Regions from separate parts of the Macaca mulatta genome. Here region 2 is linked to region 1. The links are chromatin contacts, called in public Hi-C maps. All regions are on one chromosome and are shown on one strand. The core of a region is the stretch at or near the end of the contact, and the rest is flanking DNA. Distances in the headings are between cores, read along the strand shown. Region 1 holds the start of LAMTOR4 (late endosomal/lysosomal adaptor, MAPK and MTOR activator 4). Region 2 holds the start of PILRB (paired immunoglobin like type 2 receptor beta).

The links. A called contact is a pair of places that touch in the nucleus more often than the background predicts.
Region 2: a Hi-C map of blood shows a contact between it and region 1, with 4 times the contacts expected there. The contact joins the promoter of PILRB here to the promoter of LAMTOR4 in region 1. A contact is called at or near these places in 7 of 14 Hi-C or Micro-C datasets (CD4 T cells, blood, cortical neurons and 4 more).

The regions. Positions count from the first base shown.
Region 1 is chr3:47,465,931-47,471,167 of T2T-MMU8v2.0, forward strand. LAMTOR4 (late endosomal/lysosomal adaptor, MAPK and MTOR activator 4) reads left to right here and starts at 2,401. Exons shown (of 4, transcript XM_077996395.1): 1 at 2,401-2,471; 2 at 2,992-3,072. The coding sequence starts at 2,469. LOC144339725 (a long non-coding RNA gene) reads right to left here. Exons shown (of 2, transcript XR_013415082.1): 2 at 2,991-3,326.
Region 2 is chr3:47,544,879-47,549,797 of T2T-MMU8v2.0, forward strand. PILRB (paired immunoglobin like type 2 receptor beta) reads left to right here and starts at 2,639. Exons shown (of 6, transcript XM_077996374.1): 1 at 2,639-2,769. PVRIG (PVR related immunoglobulin domain containing) reads left to right here and starts at 59. Exons shown (of 5, transcript XM_028845576.2): 1 at 59-181; 2 at 1,030-1,246; 3 at 1,332-1,682; 4 at 1,765-1,891; 5 at 2,140-2,696. The coding sequence starts at 1,129. The coding sequence ends at 2,665. LOC144339726 (a long non-coding RNA gene) reads right to left here and starts at 2,487. Exons shown (of 3, transcript XR_013415083.1): 1 at 1,314-2,487; 2 at 959-1,123; 3 at 1-572.

The sequences.
Region 1 (5,237 bases), core at 1,151-3,650:
AAAAAAAAGTGTCGTAATACCAAGTGTTAATGGAGCTGGAGATAACCGGGAACTCTGACACATTGCTAGAGGAGTGTGAGCTGGTCTAACCAGTTTGATTTGCAGATCATAGATAAAAAAGATAGGGAACTCTGATTCATTTTTTTCTGGCAACCTGCTCTATCTACCAAAAGCAGATAAATAATATACCAAAAAGAAACTATAGTCCAATCTCATTTATCATAATGGATTTTTAAAATTCTAAGTAAAGCAGTACAACAAATGGGTAGTATAATTTGTTCCAGTAGATTTTATTCCAGAAACACAAAGATAGTTAAATATCACTTGATCTTAGCCAGAAGGTCGAGAAGCGATAAAGATGGTTAAATATCAAGAATACTGCCACTGGCTGGGCACAGTGGCTCACGCCTGTAATCCCAGCACTTTGGGAGGCCGAGGCGGGTGGATCACCTGAGGTCGGGAGTTCGAGACCAGCCTGACCAACATGGGAAACCCCGTCTCTACTAAAAATAGAAAATTAGCTGGGCCTGGTGGCACATGCCTATAATCCCAGCTACTAGGGAGGCTGAGGCAGGAGAATTGCTTGAACCTGGGAGGCGGAGGTTGCGGTGAGCCGAGATCGTGCCATTGCACTCCAGCCTGGGCAACAAGAGTGAAACTCCGCCTCAAAAAACAAAACAAACAAACAAACAAAAGAATACTGCCACCATAATTTATTACATCAAAATCTTCTTTTTTTTTTGAGACGGAGTTTCATTCTTGTTGCCCAGGTCAGAGTGCAATGGCACAATCTTGGCTCATTGCAACCTCCGCCTCCTGGGTTCAAGGATTCTCCTGCCTCAGCCTCCCCAGTAGCTGGGATTACAGTCATGTACCACTGCACCTGCCTAATTTTTTTTTTTTTTTGTATTTTTTGTAGTGATGAGGTTTCACCATGTTGGCCAGGCAGGTCTTGAACTCCTGACCTCAGGTGATCCACCCGCCTTGGTCTCCCAAACAGCTGGGATTACAGGTGTGAGCTACCATGCCCAGCCTTGATTGTTGTTTCTAACAAGTCTTAAAAGACACCCAGACTTCAACAATTGTTACTATATTCAGATTTTTTTGGTTTGTTTTTGAGACAATCTTGCTCTTTTACCCAGTCTGGAGTGCAGTAGCATGATCATGGCTCACTGCAGCTTCAAACTCCTGGGCTCAAGCAATTCTCCCACCTCAGCCTCCCCGGTAGCTGGGACTACATGTGCGGTATCATGCCTGGTTAATTTTTAAATTTTTAGAGATGGGGTCTTGCTATGTTGCCCAGGCTTCTAGAATCACTCTTCATATTACTCACTAACACTGCCTCCACCACATTAATACGGCAACAGGTCTAGAAATTATTTAAAACAAAAATTTCCAATGTTTACATTGTGTGATGTATGTATGTATGTATGTATGTGTGTGTGTGTGTGTGTGTGTATCATTCCAAGGTACTGTTTCTAATTTTTTCCTGCAGAGAATATTCAGTATTGTATCTGCATTGGCTAGCTGGTGATTCTATTCACCATCACATTGTCCCAGACTGAATCTGAAGACAAAAAACCACTTTGGGAACAAAATCTTTTTTTTTTTTTTTTTGAGATGTAGTCTCGCTGTCTCCCAGGCTGGAGTGCAGTGGCGTCATCTCGACTCACTGCAAGCTCCACCTCCCAGGTTCGCGCCATTCTCCTGCCTCAGCCTCCCGAATAGCTGGAACTACAGGCGCCCGCCACCACGCCTAGCTAATTTTTTTGTATTTTTTAGTAGGGACAGGGTTTCACTGTGTTAGCCAGGATGGTTTCCATCTTCTGACCTCGTGATCCGCCCGCCTCGGCCTCCCAAAGTTCTGGGATTACAGTTGTGAGCCACCGCGCCCGGCCAAGGGAACAAATTCTTGTCTTCAACAAAGAGCGGTCTTGAGTAGGCATAAAAGTAGCATTTGAAGGTTGGGCGCCCAGCCTTGAATAGCTTTTTACATGCATTGCACGTTATTTCCTTTTATTATCACGTTTTTTGGGTCCAGTCTTAAACCTGGGAAGGCATTCGTTTGGGAGGTCACACTAGCGGGCATCCTGGTTCAGGCGGAACCCAGACTCTAGAAAGCGCGCGCGGAGCCACACGGTCAACCCTGTCCCACTCCTGGCCCTCCCACACCGTCCCCTCCGCGGAAGCACTCCCGCCTCCTCTCGCTCAGGCACTGACTGAGAGGCGGGGAGATGGGTGTTAAAGAGGGGATATCACCAATCAACGTGCGCCTCCGGGAAGGAGCGCTTCGCACTGGCTGGTTGGGTCTGACGACGTGGCCACGATCCAATCCTCATGCTAGAGGCGCGGCTAAAGGGTAGGGAAGCAAGCAGAAGGAGGAGCGCTCCGGGTGCGAGCACGTGACCGGGGCCTGAAGCCGGAAGCTACCTATCTGGTAGGGAGCTCCACCAGCACCGAAGACTGCGATGGTGAGTGAGGACGCATGCGCGGGAGGACCCGCCGGGGGTTCCGCGTCTCTGCTCCCCAATCTGTGTGGTTTCCCCCTCGTGGGTCTGCGCTCCACCCTCACCTCCTATCCGCTCGGGGAGGAAGACGGGATGGAGATGGGAGGGATGGCGATGGGAATGCTGGGGAGGGGTCTGTGGGAGGGTGTTCTGGGGCTGCGGGTAGTCTGCAGGTCAGGGGCGGGGAGGTGGAGAGAGGGTCTGGGGGCAGGGGCCAGTGGGGCAGCGAAGTCCCCTCGGAGTAGCATAGGTGGAGCGTGGAAGGCCAGGGGAGCCCGGGGGCCGAGAGTGGGGGCAGATGGAGGCTCGGGAAGATCAGTATTGAGGACCATGTAGGGGGAAGGGAGCCGGGAAAGGACCTGGCTGGGGAATGAGAAAACCTGGGGCCATCGCCAATCAAGAGACTTGGGTTTGTAGGTGAAGGGTATCAGGGGCCATCCATCCCTCTAGCATGCTTCTCACTACTTGCATCTTTACCCACTAGACTTCTGCACTGACCCAGGGGCTGGAGCGAATCCCAGACCAGCTCGGCTACCTGGTACTGAGTGAAGGTGCAGTGCTGGCGGTGCGTTCTGGGAAAGGGAGGGGGTCCCTTAGTGCACACAGCCCGGTAACCCCTTCTAATATTGGCCCTTCTTTTCTCGACTTTTACCTGGTTTGCGGTCTGGCATCTATTAGGTTGGTACAAAAGTATTTGCAGTTTTTGCAATTACTTTCAGTAATCAGTCTGTGGAATCTTAGTCTCCTAACGGTTGCGGTTTATTTATTTACTTATTTATTTACACTTTTTGAAACTGAGTTTCATTCTTGTTGCCCAAGCTGGAGTGCAGTGGTGCGATCTCGGCTCACTGCAACCTCCGCCTCCGGGGTTCAAGCGATTGTCCTGCCTCAGCCTCCAGAGTAGCTGGGATTACAGGCATGTGCCACCACGCTCGGCTATTTTTTTGTATTTTTAGTAGAAACGGGGTTTCACCGTGTTAGCCAGGCTGGTCTCAAACTCCTGACCTCAGGTGATCCATCTGCCTCAGCCTCCCAAAGTGCTGGGATTACAGGCGTGAGCCAACATCCCTGGCCTTTATTTGATATTTCTTAAAGAGTCATTTGTATTTTGTTCCATAGTACTGTATAGTGTTAGGTCTCTAGATGTTTTTGATTTAGCTAGAGACAAAGCTTAAGGTTAAGTGTTGAAAACAATACAGGTGGTAAAAGACTATTGAAGGAATCCAGGATATTAAAAATTCAACATGTTATGACAAGGTAACTAACTTCCCTGGAGGTAGGAATTCAGCCCAGCTTAAAGGAGAGTATTTACAGTGGGGAGGTGGACATATTTGCAGGTGTGTGGCACTGACCTTTCTAAACTGATGGTAAGTCTGTGCTGAAAAGATTTGGGAAGATTTGAGGGAAGAGGAAGATATGGTCAGGGAGGATCTGATTGTGAAGGATCTTCAAGGCCAGGTTAACACACTTGAACTTATTCTTCTTGGAGGTAATACAGCTTGAAAGGTTTTTTAAACAGAAACAAGACCCAGTGAGGTGGTTGAGCAATATTGTTGTTAGTGATGTGAAGATGGGCAGAAGGAGGCATCATTAAGAGATTAGACTGGGCCAGGCATAGGTGGCTCACGTCTTTAGTAATCCCAGCATTTTGGGAGGCCAAGGCGAGTGGATCACGAGGTCAGGAGATCTAGACCATCCTGGCCAACACGGTGAAACCCTGTCTCTGTTAAAAATACAAAAACAAAATTGGCCAGGCGTGGTGGTGGGCGCCAGCTACTCGGGAGGCTGAGGCGGGAGAATGGCGTGAACCAGAAAGGCGGAGGTTGCAGTTAGCCAAGATTGCACCACTGCACTCCAGCCTGGGTGACAGAGCAAGACTCCGTCTCAAAAAAAAAAAAAAAAAAAAAGAGATGAGACTGGGCAAGTGGCAGTAAGAAGGAGCAAGGAGAGAAGAGTTTTGTTTTTGTTTTTGTTGTTTTTTGAGACAGAGTCTCGCTCTGTGGCCCAGGCTGGAGTGCAGTGGCATGATCTCAGCTCAGGGCAACTTCCGCCTCCCAGGTTCAAGCGATTCTCCCGCCTAAGCCTCCTGAGTAGCTAGGATTACAGGCGTGTGCCACCACACCCGGCTAATTTTTGTATTTTTAGTAGAGATGGGATTTTGCCATGTTGGCCAGGCTGGTCTCGAACTCCTGACCTTGTGATCTGCCCACCTCAGCCTCCCAAAGTGCTGGGATTACAGGCATGAGCCACCGCGCCCGGCCCTTTTTTTTTTTTTTTTTTTTTAGGACAGAGTCTTGCTGTCACTCAGGCTGAAGTGCAGTAGTGTGATCACATCTCATTGCAGTCTTGAACTCCTGGGCCCAAGCGATCCTCCCACCTCAGCATCCCAAGTAACTAGAACTATAGGCAAGCACCACCACGCCCAGCCATTAAAAAAAAAAAATTTATAGGGACAGGGGTCTTGCTATGTTGCCCAGGTTGGTCTCGAAGTCCTGGCCTCCATCAGTCCTCCTGCCTTGGCCTCCCAAAGTGCTGGGATTATAGGTATGAGCTACTGTGCTTGGCTGGGAGAAGATATTTTAAAGAAGGAATCAGTATATCTTGCTAATGACTAGAAATAGGTAATAAAAGAAATACTTCTCTAGCTAGAACTTTAAAGCCTGGAAGAGTGATGATGCCTTAAGAAACATGTTCCTTAAGGCCGGGCGCGGTGGCTCAAGCCTGTAATCC
Region 2 (4,919 bases), core at 1,389-3,888, 79 kb after region 1:
TTTTTATTTCCTTTTTTGATAGAGATAAAGTCTCACCATGTTTCCCAGGCTGGTCTTGAACTCCTGGACTCATCCTAAAGTGCTGGCCTCTCATTCCCTGTCTGTGCACACCTCACGGCAAGGGCCAGCCCGTTTCCTCCTGGTCACCTCCAAATCTTGCTGCTTTTAATTCAACTCAGAGGTATGCACGTGAGGTAGGAGGGCAGGGGAGGTGGGGATGGCAGGACATGGATGGTCCTTGAGGCGTCGACTCTGGGTGTCATGGACTGTGAGAGTCAAGAAGGGCAGTGGCCTGCCTAACTTGGGTTCAAAAGTGTCACTCTGGCCACTGCGGTGAGAACTGAAACCAGCCAGGCCAATTCTCCATTGTTTCTGCTCTTCCAGGCAGGAGAATATTAGGCCTGGAGTCAGAAGGTAGCAGTGGCTGGGGATTGTCGGGGGGTGTTGGGAAGAAGTGGTCCTTTGGTCAGGGTGGGAAGCCAACAGGATTTCCTGGTGCATTGGAGGTGAAAGCGAAGAGGCACTGGTGGCTGTGCTTTGGTCCTGAGCAGCCAGAAGCCAGTTGCCATCACCTATGACAAGGGAGACGGCACCTGGAGCAGAGCCCAGTATGGGGTGCGTTCAGGGTAGATCAGGAGGTATGAGTGGGCAGTGGGCAAGTGAGGCTGGGGGTTGTCGGGGAGGCCTGGGTTGCAGGTGTAAGCGTGGGACCCACGTCAGATTGGTGGCGGGTCACGCACACTGGGCTGGCTTTCAGGTCCTCCTCGCTGGCTTCCCGCTCCCAGGGACTTTCTCCTCCCAGATTCCTTAGCTGGGTAAGGGGTAGGACAGAGCCCTTTCCTAGGGAAGCCCGGCATCCCTTGCTGTCCAGGGAAGGGGGAGTCCTTCCAGACCCTGGCAGCTACTCCGCCCCTCCCCTGGCCTCCCCAGGCCTAGCCAGGGCTGGGTTCTCACCCACCTGTGCCACCCTGCCTTGTTACCCGGAAGCACAGCCTTGGGGACTGAGCGGGCCCTCACTGTCACTTTAAGAAGGGAATCAGCCACCTTGTGTTCACCACCTCTGGGGAAGGTGTGAGAGGGGAGAAGGAAGTGGCTGTTTGGCTGCTGACAACATGAAGACTTCCTGCGATGAGAACAGAGGCACAGGTGCTGGCCCTGCAGTCCCCAGAACCCGGACTGGAGGGGGCCATGGGGCGCCGGACCCTGGCCCTGCCCTGGGTGCTGCTGACCCTGTGTGTCACTGCGGGTGAGTGCCAGCACCAGAGAGGGGCAGGGGCTGCAGGGAGGGCGATGTAGGACAACAGCCCACCAACCTTGCTGCTGTTCCACAGGGACCCCGGAGGTGTGGGTGCAAGTTCAGATGGAGGCCACTGAGCTCTCGTCCTTCACTATCCATTGTGGGTTCCTGGGGCCTGGCTCCATCTCCCTGGTGACTGTGAGCTGGGGAGGCCCCGATGGTGCTGGGGGGACCAAGCTGGCTGTGTTGCACCCAGAACTTGGCACCCGGCAATGGGCCCCTGCTCGCCAGGCCCGCTGGGAAACCCAGAGCAGCATCTCTCTCGCCCTGGAAGACTCTGGGGCCAGCAGCCCCTTCGCCAACACCACCTTCTGCTGCAAGTTTGCATCCTTCCCTGAAGGCTCCTGGGAGTCCTGTGGGAGCCTCCCGCCCAGCTCAGACCCAGGTGGGGCCAGGGCGAGGAGCCCAGGAGGGCAGGGAGGGGCTTGGACACTGGCCACCGATCTGATTCTTGTCTCTGTGCCCAGGGCTCTCTGCCCCGCCAACTCCTGTCCCCATTCTGCGGGCAGATCTGGCCGGGATCTTGGGGCTCTCAGGAGTCCTCCTCTTTGGCTGTGGATACCTCCTTCACCTGCTGCGCCGACAGAAGCACCGGTGAGACCTGGGCCCTGTTCACATCCCCCTGACACTGGGCTGGCCACATGCCCTGCAGAGCTCTGACCATCCTCGCTCTCTCCCAGCCCTACCCCTAGGCTACAGCCATCCCACACCAACTCCCAGGCACTGACAGCACAAGCATGGGTGAGGAGGAGGGCTGCTTTGGGGACGAGGTGGCAGGGGAAGGGGGGCCAGGGCTGGACCCAAGCTGTACAGACTCACTTGACCCTCCTTCCCCCGTGCAGGCGCCCAGCCAGGCCTCCCAGGCTGCTCTCCACGACCCTTATGCCACTATCAACACCAGCTTCTGCCCAGCTACTTTGGACACGGCTCACCCCAACGGGTGGGCATCGCTCCCCACCCACGCCGCACACCAGCCCCAGGGCCCTGCCGCCTCGGCCTCCACACCCATCCTTGCACGTGGCAGCTTTGTCTCTGTTGAGAACGGACTCTACACTCAGGCATGGGAGAGGCCTCCCCACACCGGTCCCGGCCTCACTCTTTTCCCTGACTGTCGGGGTCCCAGGGCCGTGGAAGGACGCTTCGGAGTTCGATGAGAGAGACCATGAGGCCACTGGACTTTCCCCTTCCCTGGCCTCCTGGGCGCCACCCCCTTACTTTATTCTTGGGCCTCCAATAAGTGTACCACGGGTACTTGGCCAGGCCCACCTGCTGCGGATGTGGTCTGTGTGTGTGCATGCGTGGGGGTGTGTGGGCACAGGTGTGAGTGTGTGCGTGACAGAACCCCATTCCAGTCGTTTCCTGCCGTGACGAAGTCAGCAACACAGTTTCTCTGACTTGGGCCTTGACTGTGCTGCTTCTTTGGGGGTGAAGAGACTGGGGAGGCAGTCTCCACCCCTGGAGGAAGAAGCCAGGTGAGAACCAGAGTGGGTTGGGGCCTCCTTGCAGGGTTGGAGTTGGCCCAGGGAGAGGGCAGTGTCCCAATCTTAGAGATCTGTCCTGGCTTCTTGGGGTGGCGGGGGGTTGGGGGAGCTTCCTGAGGGACACTTCTAGCTGCCTAGATAGAACTGGGGGATCCCAGCAGGATGGTTTCTGCTCCAATCCCACCATGTCCTAGGACAGCTGCAAGGGTTCCTGGGGCTTCAGCCTGAGAGAAGTCCCTGTGGTTTGACCTGGCATCCTTCTGCCGGGCTCCCTGCTGTGGCCTGGTCTGCGGTCCTGATGCCCTCCTTCCATAGCGGGTGTCAGGCAGGGGGTGGAGAGTAGGGGGATTCGCCTGAAATCTTCCCTCAGTCACTTCCCCCACCTCCTCTCCGGGCAGGCAGAGGCCTTCACAGACGTGGGGGCCTCCCCACAAAATGTTCCATCCAGAGCCGGCCCTTCTGCTTGTGGGCCCCACAGCCTGGGCCTGATGGGGCTTTTGCCACACGAGACAGCGTGAGAGAGAGGGCTCTGGGCTTCGAGACTCCCCAGGAACGTAGCAGGCCCTAGGTGGCGGGGCTGTGTCGTTCCAGAGCCAGGCTGAGGCTGCTGCCTGAGCAGGGGTGAGCACCCCTGGGGAGGAAGGGCACCCGCCCCTCAGCCCCTCCCTGGGACTGCATGGGGGACATCGCAGGAAGTGCCAGCTGCCAATCAGGAACCATGCCCTACGTCCAGCTCAGGGACGGCCTGCCCAGAGGCTGCATCCACCCTCACCACCCTCCGCAGCCCAGCGCACTGCCCCAGGCAGGCCCTGATGTGGCCTTGCCAGGACCCAGCCCCATCCAGTTCCCAGCTCTGTACTATGCTGGAAAGAGGGTGGTTGCAGGTGGTCAGGCCTGCCTTCCTCAGCTGGTGGTCATCCTCCTCCTCCCAGAAACCCTCAGCACTGGCCTAGGCAGCTCAGCAGTTCCTCCAAGACTGGGGGCTCAAGGAAGAGACGAAGGGTTGCTGCAGAGGTCCCCAAGGAGCGTGAGGAAGGCAGTGCCGGGAGGAAGATGACAGGGAGGGAAGGGAGAGAGCAAAAGCACCCTGGACCCAGGGTGGGTGTGAACAGTGGGGCTTGTAAGGTCTCAGGGGAAACCTAAAGGGGATCTCCAGAAAGCTGGGTATCTCTAAGAAGCAGACAAAGGGGGGCCGGGCGCGGTGGCTCACGCACGCCTGTAATCCCAGCACTTTGGGAGCCCCATGCGGGTGGATCATGAGGTCAGGAGATTGAGACCACCCTGGCTAACACGGTGAAACCCTGTTACTACTAAAAATACAAAAAACTAGCCGGGTGTGGTGGTGGGCGCCTGTAGTCCCAGCTACTCTGGAGACTGAGGCAGGAGAATGGCGTGAACCCGGGAGGCAGAGCTTGCAGTGAGCCAAGATCGCGCCACTGCACTCCAGCCTGGGCAACAGAGTGAGACTCTGTCTCAAAAAAAAAAAGGCAGACAAAGGGGGAGCTCTGAGGGACCCCCTGCCAGGGCCACTTGCCCATCACACAGTGGAGGAAGAGTCCCCTGGCCTGAACCTGTCTTCCATAAGCTTAGGAGGCTGCAGCCCAGCCTGGTCCCTGTGGGACTCAGAGCCAAACACCTTGGGACCCAGAAAGTATCCCGACATCCAGCCTGCTCCGTGCTGCCCAACCTCAAGTGTGAGAGCCAGCAGCAGCGACAAAGGGCGCCCTGAGAGTGTGTGGTGCACTGTGCTGTGGTGCATGGTTGAGCCTGAGACCCAGAGACCAGAGTGCTGTTGGTTCAGTGTGCATGGAAATTGAGGCCTGAGGGAGCTGATGTGCTCTAGGGGAAGAGCTGAATCAGCCCAGCAGCAGCACCTGCTTCCCCTCCAGTGGCCCCAGGGGCCCAGGACAAGCCCCAACACCCATGGCCCACAGTAAGGTTTCAGCTTTGAATGGACCTGGGTTTGAATCCTGGGGGTCCCTCCCTGGCCGTGTGGCACCCATGTGACTCACGTTGAGCATCAGATACATGAGAAGGGCGAGGAGACCTGCAGGGATGTGAAGATTGTAAACCAGGAGGCTCCCAAGGCCTGAGCAACTCTTCCCAGATGGTCTTATCTTACAAGTCAGGAGGTGGGTATT